4 separate regions of the Sus scrofa genome follow, and regions 1, 3 and 4 are each linked to region 2. Evidence: chromatin contacts called from public Hi-C data. All regions are on one chromosome and are shown on one strand. Each heading gives the region's core, a stretch centred on a gene start, on an enhancer-like site or on the middle of the called end of the contact. The rest is flanking DNA. Distances are from core to core; before and after follow the strand shown. Region 1 overlaps MYO10 (unconventional myosin-X). Region 2 holds the start of ZNF622 (zinc finger protein 622). Region 3 overlaps RETREG1 (reticulophagy receptor FAM134B). Region 4 holds the start of MARCH11 (E3 ubiquitin-protein ligase MARCH11).

What was found. Hi-C and Micro-C count contacts between places; a contact is called where the count stands out from the background.
Region 1: a contact with region 2 is called in a Hi-C map of liver, with 6 times the contacts expected there. The contact joins the enhancer-like site here to the promoter of ZNF622 in region 2. A contact is called at or near these places in 3 of 5 promoter capture datasets (fetal liver, fetal skeletal muscle and liver), 5 of 47 Hi-C or Micro-C datasets (embryonic fibroblasts, heart right ventricle, liver and 1 more) and 2 of 2 datasets of contacts at active chromatin or transcription factors (alveolar macrophages and skeletal muscle).
Region 3: a Hi-C map of liver shows a contact between it and region 2, with 4 times the contacts expected there. The contact joins the enhancer-like site here to the promoter of ZNF622 in region 2. A contact is called at or near these places in 1 of 5 promoter capture datasets (liver), 1 of 47 Hi-C or Micro-C datasets (liver) and 2 of 2 datasets of contacts at active chromatin or transcription factors (alveolar macrophages and skeletal muscle).
Region 4: a Hi-C map of epiblast stem cells shows a contact between it and region 2, with 1.8 times the contacts expected there. The contact joins the promoter of MARCH11 here to the promoter of ZNF622 in region 2. A contact is called at or near these places in 1 of 5 promoter capture datasets (fetal skeletal muscle) and 4 of 47 Hi-C or Micro-C datasets (brain, embryonic fibroblasts and epiblast stem cells).

What each region holds. Positions count from the first base shown.
Region 1 is chr16:5,909,689-5,912,491 of Sscrofa11.1, forward strand. MYO10 (unconventional myosin-X) reads right to left here. Exons shown (of 41, transcript XM_005672397.3): 39 at 2,533-2,803; 40 at 519-710. Among named protein-coding and RNA genes, the nearest start is that of RETREG1, 32 kb to the left of the region's middle. Within about 2 kb of position 1,438, at least 1 of the 83 cell types and tissues checked has an H3K27ac peak or open chromatin away from gene starts, as enhancers often do. A contact at or near this core is called in liver, where this site is marked.
Region 2 is chr16:5,713,492-5,716,191 of Sscrofa11.1, forward strand. It overlaps ZNF622 (zinc finger protein 622), which reads right to left and starts at 1,333. Exons shown (of 6, transcript XM_021076700.1): 1 at 274-1,333. The coding sequence starts at 886.
Region 3 is chr16:5,841,611-5,844,444 of Sscrofa11.1, forward strand. The region is part of intron 1 of RETREG1 (reticulophagy receptor FAM134B); the gene reads right to left. Among named protein-coding and RNA genes, the nearest start is that of RETREG1, 36 kb to the right of the region's middle. Within about 2 kb of position 1,376, at least 7 of the 83 cell types and tissues checked have an H3K27ac peak or open chromatin away from gene starts, as enhancers often do. A contact at or near this core is called in liver, where this site is marked.
Region 4 is chr16:5,458,556-5,461,400 of Sscrofa11.1, forward strand. MARCH11 (E3 ubiquitin-protein ligase MARCH11) reads right to left here and starts at 1,338. Exons shown (of 4, transcript XM_021076811.1): 1 at 698-1,338. The coding sequence starts at 1,249.

The DNA of each region.
Region 1 (2,803 bases), core at 188-2,687, 200 kb after region 2:
CTATACCACAGCAACACAGGATCCAAGCCTCATCTGTGACCTACATCACAGCGCACAGCAATTCTGGATCCTTTAACCCATTGAGGGAGGCCAGGGATCAAACCTGCATCCTCATGGATACTAGTCAGGTTCTTAACCTGCTGAGCCACAAGAGCAGCTCCCAAAGAGATAGGTCTTTTTTGCAATTTTTTTTTTTTTTTTTTTTTGCTGGCTAGAATCAGCTCTGTCCAGAATGGTCTGCCCCTTGCTCCCTCCTGCTCTGTGGACATGGCCGGATCCAAGTTCCCCCAGATGCCATCCACTGTCACATCATCTAGTAATTCTGCCAAATGATACCGAAGAAATTTGGGGCTGTCCGATTTTTGGCCCGTGAGAAGCCTGCAGCTGGGGAGGGACCACCAGACTGTACCTTCCTATGTCTTAAAGCAAAATATCCAAATAAAATTTGTCAAATTTTAGGAAACGGGGTGTTGCTTTTTTATTTTGCCAAGGCCACAGATGAAAGATTCGCCTCTTACCTCACTGGTTTCAAAGAGCAGCTCCCTCTCATCGACGACAATCTTGTATGTGTTGGCGAGGGGGGCCCCAAAGGAGAGGATGTGCTCGTATTGGAAGACTTCCAACGGCCTCCCCTCCCCACGCTTGTAGACGGAGACAGCGTCCGCGCTGACGCCCAGCCAGAGGTCCTGGGGAAAGCCGCCTTCCTTGCACTGGTGGGCGAGAGTCAGTGCAAGGGTTGTTAGGTCATCAACGTTAGAAACAGAAACAAGAGAGGCTCTAAGTCAAGGACACTGCACGGACTATTAAACACATTCAACGTGTCTTCGTGCCTGGGGGGGAAGTGAAATACAGCTGTCCTGAGTGATTTCTGACTGGCTGATCCCGTGCATTTGGGGAACCCTCACTGGTAAATCCAACATCTGGCCTGCATGCCCCACATCTCAACATCATTACCTGATGTTGTAACAGCCACCTGAATCAGTAGCGTGGAGTTGGCAGTAGCTGCGGAAATTGACAAGGAGCCCCCCAGCAAATCAAGCAGCCTGAGCCAGGGCTACCCTCTTCTATCTCTAGTTCTGCCTCCATTCCTATTTTCTTTTTCTTTTTACGGCCTCACCTGCGGCATACGGAAGTTCTCAGGGTCGAATCGGAGCTGCAGCTGCCAGCCTACACCACAGCCATAGCAATGCCAGCATCTGCAACCTACGCCGCAACTTAACCACTGAGTGAGGCCAGGGAATCAAACCCGAATCCTCATGGACACCATGTCATGTCCTTAACCTGCTGAGCCACACTGGGAACTCCAAGATGATAATTTTTCAAATAAAACAATCTAGGATCCCATAGGGAAATTCCCCAAATTTGTGCTGGGCAGTTTTGGCTTCTCTTATTAAACAACACAGGACAAGGAGCAGCAATGACCAGTTGTGTGCACAGTGACTGATCTAACTTGTTTAACAACAGACTTTCTTGCACAATCAGCAGTGGAAAATAAGAGCCAGGACTTGTACTTAAAAACAAATGTAACTGAATCAACCCACAGAAAGACAGCATCCAATGAAAAGTCATGAAAGGATCCTGGAACAGATGCTCAAGAATTACATTTTTATAGCGCCTCATTTAAAAGTCATGAAATAACATGCTGATTGACTATGATCACAAGGAAAACAGACAGGGGTTGTGGCCAACTTAGTGGTTTAAGGGTAAATATTTTAGGTTTTGTGGTCTCTGTCACAGCTATTTAACCCTGCCATTTTAGCGTGAAAGCTGCCTGAGAAAAATACATAAAGGAATGAGCATTGCTGTGTTCCAATAAAACTTTATTTACAAAAAGAAGGCAGGCAGGATCTGGCCACTGGGCAGTTTGCCAAGCCTTGATCTAGATCAGTAATAAGGTTTTCTTTCAATAAATGGTTTACGTTTTAAAAAAAGGATATGAATCCGTACTAGGTTGACGTGAATTTTAGCCAAATTCCAACTGTGTAACAGAAATTCCTCCCTACCAACAGTCATGGGAAAAAATAAAAATCCAAGTCTATCCCAAATTTCTAATTTTATGTACAAAGTCCCAAAAAACTTTAAAAAATTAATGTAGATTTTTACCAGCACTTTTTAACTGGATCTATAGCTTGAATAACATGGAGTTGGAAGTTACTTAAGAATAAGTGGCATCTTGTCAGCTCCCTGGTGGTCTAGCAGTTAGGATGCAGCACTTTCTCTGCTGCAGCCCAGGTTCAATCCCTGGTCTGGGACCTGAGATCCAACATCAAGCTGCTGCACATTGCAGCCAAAAAAAAAAAAGAGTGACATTTAAATTTTCTGGTCGCTTCCAATATTAAGAAAGTATTTACTATAAAGGAGGACATACACCTTGGGTAGGTGGTGGGGGTGTTAAGGGTAAAATGTCAGGGGCTCTAATAGAAGAGGGTAAGACAGTCCAATGTTGGGCCTGGTCTGCCCTCCCTATGAACTTGACCACGGTCACACTGACTCAGGTGCAACCTGGGCCAGGAAGCAGCAGCCAGCTCTTACCTCCACATCAAAGAGCGTCGACCCGTACCCAGGCCACTCCTTGATCAAGGCCATGTACTTGGCCATGGCCTGTTCCTGGCTCATCCCCTGAAACTTCTTCCACTTGTCCATGATGCTGGCTCGTGCCGAGGACACCTCCTCCTTGACCCACATGTCCAGCATTTGCTCCTCCTCCACCTTCTGGCGCACGGCGGCCCCTGTCCGGAAGCTCCGCCGCAGCGTCCCCTCCAAGAAGCTTGTGCGCCTCTTCTCCAGCCTCTCGCTGGGTGTG
Region 2 (2,700 bases), core at 83-2,582:
ACCACTCCTACAAACTGCAACGATCCCTCCCGCCGCCCAGCTGAGGTTTCAGTACTCGAATCTACAACAGCGAACTAAATACACAAAACGCCCCGCCAGGAGGCTGGCCACACCACTCACTTCAGCAAGAAGAGCATGGAAACCACCCTCACCCTTCACCCTCACTTCAAAACTGGCACCTCCCCCTCCCCCTCCCCCAACGCAAACATCAATCTGGACGCTTAGGGACGATCAATAACCTCACCCGACCCGCCCCCCAACACAGGCCCTCACCGTCGCCGTCATCCAGCTCCTCCTCACTCTCCTCCTCCCCCTGCTGCTTCGCCAACTTCCTCGCCTGCTGTTCAAACCACTGCAGCCGCGGAGGCTTCTCGGCCGGGTCCCGCTGGTGAGCCCCACGCCCTCCCGCAGCCACCGACACCGGGCTCCGGAACTCCGCCTCGAGCGCCGGGGCCGCCTTCTTGGGCGACGTGGACGGCTGCGCCTTGATGACCTGCTGGATGGCCGCGTTCACCGCATCCTTGTCCACACCGTCCACGCCCAGCCCTTTCTCCAAGTTCTTCTCATTCAGGATCGCCACCTTTCGGCTCACCGCCCGCTTCTCCAGCTCCACGTGCCGCCGGGACTTGAGGTGGTTTTCGTAGGCCTTGAAGGAGGCAAACTTCTTACTGCACACCGTGCAGTAGGTGGCCGCGCCCTTGCTCTCGGGCTCCGCCAGGGCCCGCTGCGCCCGCACCCGCTCCTGGAAGCCCTCGGCGCTGACCGGGGCCATGCCGGCCACTTTGCGCCTCAGGTTGTAGCGGTGCCAGTCCGTCTTGTAGTGCGCCCGCTGCGCCTCCGCGTCGACCAGCACCACCCGGCAGGTGTTGCAGGTGTAGGTCGCCATCGCTGGCCGGAAAATAACAGGCGACCGCGGCAGAAAGCTAGCGACCTGCGCCCCGACACCCCCACAGGGTAAGACAAACCTCGGCGCCGGGGAAAAGCCAGACTGAGTGACTTCCGGGCTGGATTGCGGTAGACCCGGTCAGACAGGAAGTCCCACCTCTCGACCTTTAGCCACGCCCCCTGCCCGGGGAGTCCCCGCCCTGGCGAGGGAAGCTGCAGACTAATCCTGCCCCGCCCAGTCGGCCTGAGCTGCGTGTGGATTGGATTGGCGTGGGAAGTGGTGGTGATTGGATAGTCCTGAGGTGGTGGTTGTTTAGATCTGCGTGAGGTGTGGAGGGTGGGGGTTGGATCAGGGTGAGTTGGGCGTTGATTGGATTGACTTGAAGCGGGTGTTCACTGAGTGGACCGAGGTGGGTGTTGCCTCGCGGTGGGTGGTGGGTGTTGTTGGTTGGGCCCTGTACTGCCGGGAGTACTGGCCTTGGTAGTTCTGCTGTGAGACTTGATGGTGGAAAGGCGACCACCCCGCGGGAAGGGGATTTGGGCCGCTAGGAGGAGGCGTGATCCGGGCGAGCAGCCTAGGGTCGGTGCGTCCTGCGCCCCTGCAACCCGGGGAGTGGGTGTCAGGGAAGACAGGGCAGCTGGTTAGTTAGCTCGCAGGTCGGACCGTCTGACCCTCACCTCGCGGGCTGGAGTCCCGGGAAGCCAGAGGCTCAGGTCGGAGGCTCAGGGAATTCACAGAAAAGCCACTGAGTCCAGGATGGAGCCAGGGTTTTTCTGAGGTGGCTCGTGCAACGTAGGGCGCAGGGAGAGCTCCTGGATGAAGAGTTTGCATCTAGGAGCATAGGGCCCAGCCCAGACGCTGCCCGGTAGAAATAGAATCCCAGCCACCTAGGTCATCTAAATCTAACAGTGCACACATTAAAAAAAAAAAAAAAAAAAAAAATAGCGAGAGTTAAGATGGCCATACTTTGTTTAACCCAGTGTATTCGAAACACTATCATTTCAACGTGTAATCAAGACAATGGATTTATGGAGATATTTTATGTATGGATTGTTGGTACTAAACCTTGGGATTCCAGTGTGTATTTCACAATTAACACCACACCTCAGTTCAAACTAGCCTCATTTCATGTGCTCAGTTAACTATGCCATTTAAATATGTACCAGCCCGATTCTAGAGGAAGCCTGAGTATTAAAGGTTTAGGGGATTCTTACACTCCTCTGCACAGCCTAGCTGAAGCAGTCAGCCTGTTTCAGAACTGAATGTTTGCATGGTTAGAATCCAAGGGGCCCAGAGCACCAAAGAAAAGACTTTTTTTTTAAATGCAGGTTAGGTAGCATTGTTTTTGTTCAAAATCTTCAGTACTCCCTCTGACTCAGAAAAAAATTCAAACACCTTCCTGAATGTTTGTGTTGCCCCACAATTCATGTATTGAGAAGTTAATGCCCAAGATGATATTGCTTAAGACAGGCCCTTTGGGAGGCATTAGGTTATGCGGTCAGATTCCTCAGGCTGAGATTAGCATTCTTTTAAAAGGGACCCAGGAAAGGATAGAATAAGAAATCTGAGACCAGGAAGAGGGCCCTCCCCAGACCAAGATGGTACCCTGGGGAGTTCCCATTGTGGCTCAGCAGGTTACAAACCCGACTAGTGTCCATGAGGATTTGGGTTTGATCCCTGGCCCCCCTCGGTGGTTTAAGGATCCAGAGTTGCCATGAGCTGCAGTGTAGGTTGCAGACGAAGCTCAGATCCCTCATTGCTGTGGCTGTGGCATAGGCCAGTGGCTTCAGCTCCAATTCAGTCCCTAGCCTGGG
Region 3 (2,834 bases), core at 126-2,625, 130 kb after region 2:
ATGTGCTGGATTTATAAACAAAAAAAGTCATGTTCGCTAAAATTGAAAGCTCAAAGAAAAATGAAGGTTATAACCTTAATCGCAATTTATTCTTTAAAAAGTTGGGAGTTCCCTGATGACCTAGTGGCTAAGGTCACCGCTGTGGCTCCAGTTGCTGCTATGGTGCAAGTTTGATCCCTGGCCTAGGAACTTCTTCGTACCTCAGGCATGTCCCAAAAAAGGGGGGGAGTTAAAGTTGTTTTCAAACCAATCTTTCATTTATATGAAAACTGACTTATAGGACATCAAAAAAAAAAAAAAAAAAGGAGCAAACAAACAAACCCTGTCTGCTGGCCATGATGCTGATGCCATGATGCCATAGCACCACCCCGAGTAAGACTGCACTTTCACCCAACCCACTTCAATCAGGGAGAACCAGCCACCCCCACCGAAATCCTTCTCAGGTCAGGAAGCCCAGTATGGCTTCGGCACCCAGTTTCCTACAGGATCCTTTCATTACTGGGGGAAGGAGAAATGCTATGATCATTCCATAACCACTGACTATCAGACTCTGGGCTAGAGGTGCAGGGAGTCACTGATGACAAAACCCCAGCAAAGCCGGGAAGTAGACGAGTAAACAACTATGTTTAACCCAAGTACTTTCCAAAATGCTGTGGAAGCAGACAGGAGGGCCGGCACCTGCATATGCAAGACGGAGAAAGCTCTCAGGAGAAGGTGGCCTTGAAGCTTTGGCTCCCTGGAGAAGTCAGACTTTGCCAGGTGGACAGCGCCAAAGGCATTCCAGGGTGGGAACAGCATAAGAAGAGGGAACAGCAAGAGTGCAAGAGCCCAGAAGAGGCGTGTGAGAAAGCTTGCCTGAAACACTAGCCTCCCTCAGCCCTGAGGGGCTAGCTCTGCCCTCTGGAACCACACTGCAGTGAGTAAAACTCAGGCCTAAGTACTTTGTATGTATTCACTCATTTCATCCTTATAACAGTCCCATGATGAGGGCATTACGATTAGCCGCTCTTTGCAGATGAGGAAGGAGAGGTTAAGAAAATTGCCCAGGGGAGCTCCCCTTGCGACGCTCAGTGGGCTAATGACCTGGTGTTGCCATGAGCTGTGGTGTAGGTAGCAGACTTGGCTCAGATCTGGCATTGCTGTGGCTGTGGTGTAGGCTGGCAGCTGTAGCTTGGATTCGACCTCCAGCCTGGGAAGCTACATATGCTGCGGGAGAGGCCCTTTAAAAAAAAGAAAGAAAGAAAATTGCCCAGGAACCAGGCACCCAGACAGCTTGGCTCTGATCCAGCTCTCTCACTGCTCTGCTTAACATCTCCCAGACACAGGAAGTCAGGAAGACAGCCTCTCCCTCTGTCTCTTGTCCCATGAAAATAGACGGGAGAGCTGCCACCCATTTCCGAGGATATGTCTGCTCAGGGTGTGCGGAACTGACTTAAGAGATGCCAGGAGCCCTCCTCAAAGACACCAGTGTCCCCACCAAGGCTGCAGAATATGAGGCGTATGTTCTTGCCTCTTCAGGACAAACATCCCTTGTTCCTTCCTATCTTCCCAGGCATCCCATCCCTCCTCTGGCTCCAGGTGGGGACTCAACAGAGTAAATGCTCCCACTGGGCATCTGGTCCCTACAGAGTGGGAACCAGGAAGAGAGACCTTAAATCCCTCTCTTCTGGAGGACTCCACAGGTCTACTTGTACAGTTTTTGTTTTTAATTAATAGACAGCGATCACTTACATGTGGAATCTACAAAAAAAAGAAAAAGAAAGAAAGAAAGAAAGAAAGAAAGAAAGAAAGAAAGAAAGAAAGAAAGAAAAGAAAAGAATACAAATGAACTTGTTTTCAGAACAGAAACAGACTCAGAAACTTTGAAAAACTTACGGTTACCAAAGGGGACAGGTGGGCGGGGAGGGATGGACTGGGGGTTTGGGATTGGCCTAAGCGCACTGAAGTTTACGGCATGAATGGCCAACGGGGACCTGCTGTGTAGCCCAGGGAACTCTACCCAGTATTCTGTGATGATCTATGAGATCACAGAAAGAGCATGGAGGTGTCTATGTGTATAACTGAATCACTATGTTGTACAGCCGAAATTATCACGACCTTGTAAATGAACTATACTTCAATAAAACTAAAAAAAAAAAAAAAAAAAAAAAACTAAAAAAAAAGATAAAATGTATTTTTTAGAGCAGGGTTAGGTTTACAGAAAAACTGAGCAGACTCTGCAGAGACCTCCCACCTATCTCCTCCCCATCCCCCACCTGTATGCAGGGTCCCTGAGAATTAACATCTTGCTTCAGTGTGATACATTTATTGTAACTGATGAGTCGACATTGATATGTTATTAACCAAGGCCACAGTTGCAGTAGGGTTCACTCTTGTTGTACATTCATGACAAATGCAGAACGTCACGTATCCACCATTACAGTGTCATGCCAAGTAGTTTCACTGCCCTAAAATTCCCCTGGGCTCCACTTATCCATGCCTTCCTCTCCCCATAAACCTAGGGACCACTGATCTTTTTCCTGTCTCTACTGGTTTGCCTTTTCCAGAATGCCATATATTTGGAATCACTCAGTATGTAGCCTTTATGACAGGCTCCCTTCACTGAGCAGTGTTTATTTAAGTTCCTTTCTCTTTTCACGGTTTGACAGCTCATTTCTTTTTATTATCAAATAACATTCCATGGTATGATGTATCACTGTTTATCCATTCACCGACTGAAAAACATCTTGGTTGCTTGCAACTTTGGCAATTATAAATAACGCTGTTCTAAAAATGTGGGTGTAGGATTTTGCGTAGGTTTTTAACTCATTAACTCATTGGGCACAGCCTTTTTT
Region 4 (2,845 bases), core at 88-2,587, 250 kb before region 2:
CTTATGCAATTTCCTTACTTTAAAAAATACTAAACCTAATGTTTTCTCAGGCCACACGTTTTGTATTACTCTGTTATCTCCATGATTACCCACAAAGAAGTTTGCATGCATCTCTAATGGAGTTTATAATTTTAGAATTGTGTTTCCAATAAAATATAAAGTACATTGTTGGTTAAATAGGCTTTCTTGAACAAGGGTAAAGTACATTTTTGTCTTATAAAAACTATAACATGATTTTCACATCAATGAGACAATCACAAAAATTTGCAGTACGGAAAGACCCTTTTCTTTTTGGGTTTGACCTGATTCACCCCCAGTTTGTACTCTAAGACCGTCTGCCTTACTTGTAGTTGAAGGAATATAGATTTGTTTCTCTGGATAAACTAAAACCCCTTTAGTAATTCACAAAAGAGATACTTATGGCATTATCATTAAAACACCTGAGGAATTTGTAACTGCAACACCACGTGGGAAGAAAGTGTAGACAAATTAAACATTTTATTCGCCATTGGGACAGTTTTTGCCTTCATAGTTAAGAAAAAGGGGAACACACAGTAGTCGCCACTCAATCGCTCAGCCCGAGAACCGAGGGGCGGGCGCTGTCCGTGGTGCTGAAAGATCTGCCGCCAGGGGCGGGAGCCAGCCCAGCCCTTTCAGAGCCCACCGCCAGCTGCCCCTGGGTCCCGCCGGGCCTTACCTGCTCGGCCCCCTGGAAGCAGATCTTGCAAATGGGCTGGTGGTGCTGGTGCTGGTGCCCGGCGCGCTGATCACCGCCGCCACTGCTGCTACTGCGGCTGCTACAGACCGAGCGCGTCTCGGGCTGGTCCCCGGCTCCCCGCCGGTCGCCCTCCCCACCTGCGCCGGCCTCGGGTTCCCCGGGGCCGCCCTTTCCAGCCGCCTCCTCAGGGACCGTCGCCTCCGGAGGGCGCCTCGGACCTTCCCCGGAGTCGCCAGCCACCGAAACCTCCTGCCCTGCGGGCGACAGGGGCCCCAGTGGCGGCGGCAGCGGCAGCTCTTCTGCGCCCTCGCGCCGCTGGACCACCTCCGCTGGCTGCTCGTCGGGCCCCGCAGAGCGCTCGGGGGACCAGGGCGGCGCAGGCAGCGGCGGCAGGTAGCGCGGAGGCGCGGGGACCGAGGCTGGCTCTCCCGGCGGCGGCGGCGGCGGCGGCGGCGGCGGCGGGGGAGGCTCGGCGTCCCTGCTCTCCGCCCCGCGGCGCCGACTGCCGCTGTGGCCGCCCTCAGAGCTCATGGTGGTGCCGCCGCCGCCCTCCTGCCAGCCCGGCTAGCGGGCCGGGCTCAGGCTGCTGGAGAAGGGAGAAGGGGGCGGGGGGGAAGAGGGAGGGAAGGAGGGAGAGGGAGGGTGGGGACTGGGGCTCCAGGGGCTGAGGGGCGGGACGGGGAGGGAAAGCGGAGGGCCCGGCGGCGGCGGCGGCGGCGGAGGCGGCTGCTGCTCCGCTGAGCCGGGGCTCGGCTCTGATGGAGGCGGTGCCGAATTCGGCGGCGCGTGAGAGCGGAGCCGCCGGGGAGGGGGGATGGCGGGGGCGGTGGGGGCGTACTAGGAAACGGAGGAATGGGGGAGGAACAGCGCAACGGAGGGGATGGGCAGGGGGAGGGGGATATAGAGACGAAGTGCAGAGAAGACCAGCTGGAATTGGGGGGCAGGGGGGGCTGGGCAGAATCCCTCAGTCGCCTCCGCCGACCCCGCCCCTGTGCCGCTCACGTCTGTTCCGGGGCGGATTACCCCTCTCCAAACCGCGCGGCACTGCGGCTCAGGACTGGGAGATGGGGTGGGGGGAGGGGTCGGAAGCTGCAAGTCCCGAAACCGTTACCGGATGAGCAAGTGGGATGCCGCGGCGCTGGACTGGATGGGGCCAGGATGATCGAACCTGAGACCCGCGTGGGAGTCGGGGCTCGCGAGTCGAATGCCCCAGGCGCCCCGGAGCCGGCTAAGCAGGTGCGAGAGAAAGGGCGCGTGGGGCCCTGGGGACTAACTGACGCTCCCAGTTAAACGCTTCCAGCCCTCTGAGCCTTCTCTCTCAAGGGCGCTCTGACTGATCCTCCAGAGCCCTAAAAACAGACGTCTCTGGAATCAGCATCCTCCCTCTGCCCTCCTTGCCCTCTCCCTCTTGCAGTGTATCCGGGTTGATTTGAAAATATTCTGGTGACATTGTGTATATCACTTACTGGAATAGTTTCTCCTAGTGAAACCTGGTGCCACGATCTGTGGTGCGTGGTCTCTCACCCTTGCCATAAAAAGAACTCAAATGACACCTCTCCTGCAGAAGTTAATGTAACCTTGGATATCGATTTTACGCAGCCGGAAAACGGCCAATTTCTCTGTAACTCCCCTCCGCAAAACCTCTCTGGGACCCATCTTCCGGCAGAGCAAGAGTCCCCTCAGTTCTTTTTTGAAAATAAACTACCTTACCTGCAGGGAATTAGGCGGAAAACCATGCACATGCTGTAGTTTCCAAATTCGTAGTGTGAAATCATAAAGCATTAGATCTGCAATGTGTCCCTCCAAAGCATGGTGATATTCACTAGTAACACTTTGATGTTGGACTCACTCTCCCACTCTTCGGGCAGTCATTTTTGGCTGCATTTCATAGCTGAAGAGCCAGGATCAGATAGGCAAAGTAACTTATTCAAGGTCACAGAACTATTAACAAAGAACTTTTGAGCTCCGTGACTCCAGATTTTCCGGCTCAAATTCTGAGTGATTTTTTTCCCCAATTCTCTCTCCTGCCTCCTAAAACAATATTGTTGCACATGGTATGTTTGGTGGCACTGACTCCCACTAATAGTTAAATGTTCTTAAATGGTTGAGATAAACTATCAGCTTAAA